2 separate regions of the Anser cygnoides genome follow, and region 2 is linked to region 1. The links are chromatin contacts, called in public Hi-C maps. All regions are on one chromosome and are shown on one strand. Each heading gives the region's core, a stretch centred on a gene start, on an enhancer-like site or on the middle of the called end of the contact. The rest is flanking DNA. Distances are from core to core; before and after follow the strand shown. Region 1 holds the start of ZCCHC2 (zinc finger CCHC-type containing 2). Region 2 holds the start of KDSR (3-ketodihydrosphingosine reductase).

Evidence for each region. Hi-C and Micro-C count contacts between places; a contact is called where the count stands out from the background.
Region 2: a Hi-C map of liver shows a contact between it and region 1, with 1.8 times the contacts expected there. The contact joins the promoter of KDSR here to the promoter of ZCCHC2 in region 1. A contact is called at or near these places in 2 of 7 Hi-C or Micro-C datasets (both in liver).

The regions. Positions count from the first base shown.
Region 1 is chr2:82,581,076-82,584,860 of Taihu_goose_T2T_genome, forward strand. It overlaps ZCCHC2 (zinc finger CCHC-type containing 2), which reads left to right and starts at 2,508. Exons shown (of 13, transcript XM_066992532.1): 1 at 2,508-3,615. The coding sequence starts at 2,650. LOC106039942 (a long non-coding RNA gene) reads right to left here and starts at 2,372. Exons shown (of 4, transcript XR_001209581.3): 1 at 1,798-2,372; 2 at 1-29.
Region 2 is chr2:82,957,635-82,961,512 of Taihu_goose_T2T_genome, forward strand. It overlaps KDSR (3-ketodihydrosphingosine reductase), which reads right to left and starts at 2,334. Exons shown (of 10, transcript XM_013187418.3): 1 at 2,101-2,334. The coding sequence starts at 2,208.

The DNA of each region.
Region 1 (3,785 bases), core at 1,258-3,757:
CAGAGGAATATAAGCTTGTTCAGCTCATCCTGAAAAAGAGGACAAAGGAAAGAATAAATGAGCTCAAATATTCAAAAACCATTAAAGCAATAAGATTTTTTTTTCAATGTAATAACATATTGATTTGTCAGGTTTTGTTTTCAGTGAATTTCAAATTGTCGTGTTCTCAAGACTTTTTTCTTCCAGAGAGTCCTGACTAAAAGGTAATGATCACCTGTTTCACAAAAGGTAAGCTACTCAAAAAAACACCAACTCTCATAAGATAAATGGCAAATCATGAGTGAGCAAAACTGCTCCAAACCTTTATTGGGGATCTTTACTTGCTGCTCTAGTTAGGCTATTCCCTCCATATGTACCGCACCATAACTAGCTGGTGTGTAGCTGCTTTGAGTGATTTGCACTTGTTTTCCTGCAAGTCTATGGTATGCATCATGCAGAAGTCGCAGTTCTTTCTCCCATCTCCTCTAACATGCTATTAAGAAAATCAGATTAGAACATCTCAAGGGCAGCGTATCACAGCAGTGTTCGTGCATTGCCCCGCTGCTTTCTTCTTCCATTCCCAGCCCTGAGTTTCACTTTCATTTCCTCTGGATACTCAGAGTCCTTGTTCCACATTGTCCTGTTTCTTCTTGCTGCCAACTCCCTGAGCTACTGAAATGCTTCTAAGCCCACTTAGAGTATCTTTGTTTTCTTTTTGCCTTCTCACACCAGTCCCTTTCCTGTTTTTTTTTTTTCTTGTTTTGTTTTGTTTTTCCTATATTGCAAATCTGTTTTCCTCAGGTATCATAATTTAAACCATTAGAAAACCAGAGATACAAAGGGGCTGAGTTAATCAGGTTCTTCAGCTTAGTTGTGAAACTTAGCATCAGCTTGGGAACTATCACATCGGGATGGACGTAGGCACATGCTCAAGTATTTTCTGGACTTGGGGAGTGTACTTTCAACCATTACCCTCATGCATGTGCAATTTTTCATACCTTTGTGGACTTATGAATGGTTCAGTGGACTTTCTCTTTCTCTCATTGCCTTCTTCCCTCCCACCAAAATTAAATTCATTTTCCCCCCTCCATGGTGTCATCTGTTTGGAACTATGTCACGTTTTATTCGAATCACATATTGTTAAAATATGAGAAATGTTATTTCTAACACCCATACAATTTTAATTCTGATCCTGCAAATTCTATTCAGATGAAACAGCCGTTCAAAGTAGAGGCCTCTGGTCATGTTTCAGTAAATCCATGATTTCAGCTTAGTATATCTGCTGTGATAGTCATGGCTGATTTTATTTGGAAACAAAACAAAACAGAAAACTCGTAATAATGAGACAAGAATTATTGCTTCATAATGGTAAGAAAATATTATCTTGGGATATTATGATAACTGTTCTATTAACTGTAAGTATTTGGAGTGATTCATCGGTCCAGCCAGGCCCTAACCAGTGAACAGCATAGGAAGATAAAATGGAAGAATAAAGGGGTTTATGAGACCTCTTACACCTACTCTTCACCTTCCTGGTTCTGGGACTGATGAAGAACTGCTAGCAATCTGGGAGAAAACAGTAGAACAACTTCCTGCTCCCTGCTACATTTCTGCTGTCACAAGCCTTGGAAGAGGCCGTGATGGCAGTGACCATGGTCTGTGAAGGTAATGAAAGAGTGGAGTTAGCTGAATCGGGTTCAAGTCTATTTGTGTTACTAGAAGAGGTCAAAGCAGCCATTAGGAAAGTATAAACCTAACATATACTACCTAAAAGTTTATTTTTTAATAGAATGTATGTATGTGAGTATATGTACTCACTGAATATATATAAGAAATCAGGATATGGTTTAGTCTGTAACCACCACTGAAGAGTACACTGAAGGTCTGTGTCAAATCTGAACGATGCATGCAAGATTATTACAATCTGCATGACATTTACTTGGTTGTTTAATAAATAGGCTCTTTCATGGCAGCACAATCAGCTCCCGGACAGACAGATAAGGGGGGGGTTAGCAGCGGCCCTTCGTACTTTGTTGCTGTAAGCTGTTTAGGGACGCTGCTTTGCATAATTCTAATTAGCGGGCCACATTTTGTTCTTCACCGTGATGGGACGGGTTTTGCGATTCTGTTTTCAGTTACGCCGTCTTTATGTAAACGTGCGGGAGCCGGAGCAAGAAGCAAGATTGCTCGGGCTGTTCAATCCGATAACTGCGGGCTCCCCGCAGGCCTGGGAACAGAGCAGGGCGGCGGCAGCGCCCTCACAGCGCCCACCCTTAGGGAACCCTTCCTCCTGGCGGCGCCCCCCTCAGCACGCCACACACCCCCCGCAGCGGCCCTAACGGCCCCAACGGCCGCCCCGCCCCGCGGTCGCGAGCGCGCTGACGTCGGCGGCGCCGATAGGGGCAGCGGCAGGAGGAGGAGGCGGCGGCCGGGGGGGCGCTGCGGGAGCCGCCGCCCCCTCCCTCCCTCCCTCCCTCCGGCCCCCCCCGTTTCCCGGCACGCACCGGAGCGTTGCCCCCGCGCGCGCCTCTCCCGCGCCGGCAGGGCCGCGGCGGCGATGAGCGGCGGCTCCGCCTGAGCGCCGCCGCCACCCCCCTTCGTCCCCTTCCCCTCCGCGCCCAGCCCCGCAGCCGGGCCCCGCGGGACGCTGGCGGCCGCCCCTCGCCGAGGATGCTGAAGATGAAGCTGCCCCTCAAGCAGACGAGCCACAAGGCGGCGGCGGCGGAAGAGGCGGCGGCCGCGGGGCTGGGGCTGAAGGAGCCCGGCGCGGCCCTGGACTGTCACCTCCAGCTGCAGCAGCTGCCCCGGCCGCCGGCCCGCGGGGGAGCCGCCGCGGGGAGGGGGTGCGGGCCGGACAGGCCGAGCCAGCTGCACGGCTTGGGAACCGGGACGGGGCCCGGGCCCGGCCCGCCGCCTCCCCCCGCCGCCGCCGCCGCCACGCCGAGCGCTGCCGGTGGCGGTGCCGGCGGTGGGCCCGGCGCGGCGGCGGCCCGCACCGACAAGGAGACGGTGTACGAGTGGTTCGGGCTGGTGCTGGGCTCGGCGCAGCGGCTGGAGTTCATGGTGGGGCTGCTGGACCTGTGCAACCCGCTGGAGCTGCGGTTCCTCGGCTCGTGCCTGGAGGACCTGGCCCGCAAGGACTACCACTGCCTCCGCGACTCGGAGGCCAAGGCCAACGGGCTGAGCGACCCCGGGCAGCTCGGCGACTTCCGCGACCCGGCCGTGCGCTCCAAGCTCATCGTCTACCTGGCCCTGCTGGGCTCCGAGAACCGCGAGGCCGCCGGCCGCCTGCACCGCCTGCTGCCCCAGGTGGACTCCATCCTGCAGAGCTGCCCGGCAAGGCGGCCCCCGGCGGGCGCTGCCGAGGAGGAGGCGGCCGAGGAGGAGGAGGACGACGACGACGACGTGGTGGTGGTGATGGACGGCGCCGGGGAGAACGGCCAGGCTCCCCTCCCCGCCGCCCAGGGCCTGGGCTTCGGCGCGCAGGAGGAGCTGCTGCTGCTCTTCACCATGGCCTCGCTGCACCCGGCCTTCTCCTTCCACCAGCGGGTCACCCTGAGGGAGCACCTGGAGCGCCTGCGGAGGGCCCTGTGCGGGGACCAGGACGAGGAGGGCTTCGGCCGCCCCCGAGCCCAGGTAACGGCGTGCCCCGCGCCCTGCCCTCCCGCTGGGCGCCCTCCCCTTTCTTCGCCCCCTCCCCGTGATTTTCTAGGAGCCGAGGCGAAGCCCCCCCACCCCCGTGGGATGGGCAGAGGGCACCCAGAGAGCCCTGCCCCCCTTCTCTGTAGGGCCTGCTGCGAATGTGG
Region 2 (3,878 bases), core at 1,084-3,583, 380 kb after region 1:
ATAGCCAGCTACCTAAACAATAGCTTATCCTCACAGAACAGGTGATGTTTGCTAGTATGTAGCTTGAGACCTGAGGAGAAAGTTGAAGCCAAAGGCAAAAAAAAAAACCAAAAAAAAAGGTATAAAATGCTCTTCTAGACTTCGAAGAGAGGAGAAGTTCAGCATGAAAAGCAGCAGCTCTACAGCTGAGAAATAACTTTTAGACCCTTGATTCTAGAATACCTTCCCAGTCACAGTGGAAACAAAGCAAGTATTAAATGTATAAACAGCATTTCTTTTTACTGACTAAGCTATGCCTGATGCTTGAGCTAATGTGAGAGCAGAGAAGTTGTTTTTATTTAATGGTGCTCACTGGGGTCACCAAAATACACAGCAGATAGAGAACAGGAAGACACCCCACAAGATTACACCATCACTAATCTGGAGCTCTGTGGACTTTCACTGCGACAAGCAGTCCTAGTCTTTTCTAAGTAAAAGGGACTCCTATAATCGTGATTCCTCCAGAAAGCATGCCTCGGGTGACACAGGGCGCATTTCCATCATGCAAGTGACTCTGCTAGAAGACAGATGAAAAAGAATCATAAGTTTTCTGATTCAAATCTCTGCCCACTTAGTTACTTAGCCACAACTCAAACATCTAACTATATTAACCATAACTTTTAGGAGCAGAGAGATATAAATTTTATGAACAACTAAGTAGAGAGTGAAAAAACGCTGATTTAAATTGAAAATTCAATAAGTAATTGGTATGAAATGCTGTCTGGAACAGTGTCCGAAGTTGTACGATGACCTTCGTTAAGAAATACAACAGATTTTCATAACAGTTTCAACAAGCTCCCAGAAAAAAAGAGTTTATAGATAGGCCTTCCTTTTTAAGCTGCAGAAAAAGAAATTTATTGAGTATATGTTGAAAAAGTGTATTTACTGTGAAGTGGTAATCATTTGTCCCCCGAGGAGGGCTTATCCAGCTAAATAAACAACTTACATCCTTCCTTTTGTTAAATATGTAAAATCAAACCTGTCTGAATCTCACTACATTACTTAACCAACTGAACTAAAAGCATATTGAAATAGCACAATGTTTTCCCAAGTAGTAATTTTGAAGACTGGGTTTAACTGAGGCCTGACAAAGATCACCAATCATTAAGCTTTGGTGTTATCTGAATTAAGTCATATGTTTACAAGAAATTATATATGCAGAGCACAAACAGATTTTGACATTTTTCTGTCAAAAGACATCAAAGAAATCCTTAAAGAGTGTGATGGTCCTAAATATTTTCAAGCTTTAATAACTTCGGAAGCAGAAAACTCACTGCCATTAGATGATGTGGGAATTCCCTTTACACACACAGTCAATGTGGAAAGCCTCCCTGAACAAAGCTTCTGATTTACAGTACCATTATACAATATTTTTCCTTACACAGTTAGCTAGAAAACTTGAAATCCAACATGCGCAAGTGTCCAGGGTTATTAAGAGCATCTACAAGTCTGAGTATCACAGAATCGTCTAGGCTGGAAGGGACCCCCAAGATCACCCAGTCCAACCTCTGACCTAACACGAACAAGTCCTCCACTAGCAATGAAGACTGAAACAGCTGCTCCACATCTCACTAGTTTGCAGGAATACTTTAAGAGCATAACTCAAGTCGAAGTAAAACAATAGCTCTGCCAGCAGCAATGCGGATGAAGCTGATTACCTGCAGATTCATATCGTGAGGCTGAAATACACCAACAGCCTTTTGCTCCATCAGTATTTTAATGCAATAAACTCCCTATTTGGACAAGAATTTTTATAAATTTTAACAAGACTCTCAGAAATGCCGTTTTCGAGGCTTCCCCTTGTGCCAAACCCAGCTTAAATTGCTAACGCAGCCAGCAGCCGTGGCTTGGGCGCGAGGTTTCCCTCGCAGGAATATTTTCATCGTTCTGAACGCGACCCAAGGCAAGGGGCTCAGTTGGAGAAGGAAGAAAAAAAAAAAAAAAAAAAACCGCGGCCCAACGGTCGAAACGGCCAGCAGCGGCGGTTAACGGCCGCCGGGGGGGGGATAAAAAGGAGGGAAGGGGGGACACCCACACCCACACAGACGACACCTCACTCACCACGACGTGGGCGCCGGGCAGCTTGAGGGGCTTGGGGCTGATGAGCGGCGACACCATGTAGAGGAGGAGGACGAAGGCCACGACGAAGGCGGCCGCCAGGAGCAGCATGGCTGGGGCCGGGCGCGAGGAGGAGGAGGACGGGGAGGAAGCGCAGCCCCTCAGGCCGACGGAGGGAGGGAGGGAGGGCGGCGGGTGCCCGCCTGCGCCGCGGCGCCGCGGGGCCGGGGAGGAGGAGGAGGAGGATGGGGGGGGGGGGGGGGGGAGAGCCCTGCCGCCGCTCCGCGCGCTGATTGGCTGGCCACGCGGGCTCCGGTCCTCGCGCTGCGATTGGTCGGCGGGCGTCCAGCGGAGCCCGCTGATTGGTCGGGGGGAGGGACGGCGCTCGGAGATTGGCGCCGCGGGCCGTTCGCAGGGTCACCGCGGGGAGGCAAAGGGCGGAGGGCGCCCCCCCTCCCCCCCCCCCACGACGGGCCTCTGGCCACGCCCCCTCGGTGTCACGTGGGCTTCCCGCCGAAAGGAGGGGGCGGGGTTGGGCGCGCGGAGCCGTGAGGGGAGGCCCGCGCGCGGCGCCTGGCGACCGTTAACGGCTAACGCTCGGAGGGGGATGCTGGGGGGAAATCGCCCGGTGTGGCGCTGCGAAGCGCTTAAGCCCTGACCTCCTCACTAGTCCAAATAAAATAACGCCATACGTATGTCTTAGATATTCATTCAGTATAATCATCCGCATTCAAAAGTTTTTCACCGTTTCTAACTGAAAAGAGCCCCCCTCAAATTATTTTATTTCACGAAACGCGGTGCAGGTTCTGTCTCTCACAAAACACTTTACGGGGTACGCAGAGTAAAGCTGCAGCCCCAGAGACGTAACGATCGGACAGGAAAACACTAGGCAAGAGGGTGTGCAGGAGGGTGTGAAAATAATACTGGAGACGAGATTAGAAGTAGCGAGTAGGCGGAAATGGGAACAGAGGTGTGGGCAGGGATTAGGCGGTTTTCAAGGTGAGGACAAAGGCTCTGGATTTGGTGCAGTAAAGGGGGGAGAAACCCAGAATTGGTTCTGAAATGGGGTTGACCTGGAATACGTCTTCGTCACAGTGCTGCAGAGGCATGAGGAAATGAGAGGAAGAAATCATGCCTAATAAGATGATAGCTGCCGCAATGACAACAACGGAAGGGAAAGAATTGATTAGTGGTCCATCTGAGAAAAGACAGTACATTAATTACATTGTTAGCAGAAGTCAAAGTAGGATCTAGACCAGAAAATGCAGCAAATACGTTCATTTCCTTCTTTACTTACAGGACAACCTGTGTGTGTTGTCTTCTGTATAATGTTAATTAAACACAAAAGAAGAGATTGATAAGGTAATAACTAGACGCTATTTATAGACATCCACTGCCGAACACGGTGAGACTTTAAAAGCCCAAATGTCAGCAGTATGGAGATAAAGCAAAGCAGGTGGAGATAAATCCATCTTTCACAATACAACACAATATCACTCTCTGTATCAATGTGAGGTGAGGGCATGGATGAAAGCAATCATCTCCAGTAAACTTCTAGTAAATGGAGATTAAACATATTCTTTCAAGGCCTTTAAAAGCCTTGAACACATGATATGGTCCTGATTAGTCACGGTTATGATCACATATTACTAAACACACTTGAAAAGCCCTTCTAGTTTAACATGGAATCCCCTCAGATTTTATGAAGAAGTCTGTACAGTTTTGTCCTTTTGTTCAAGGGGCCCTTTTACAACCTTGTGGTTGACAAACCAGGTAGTGTC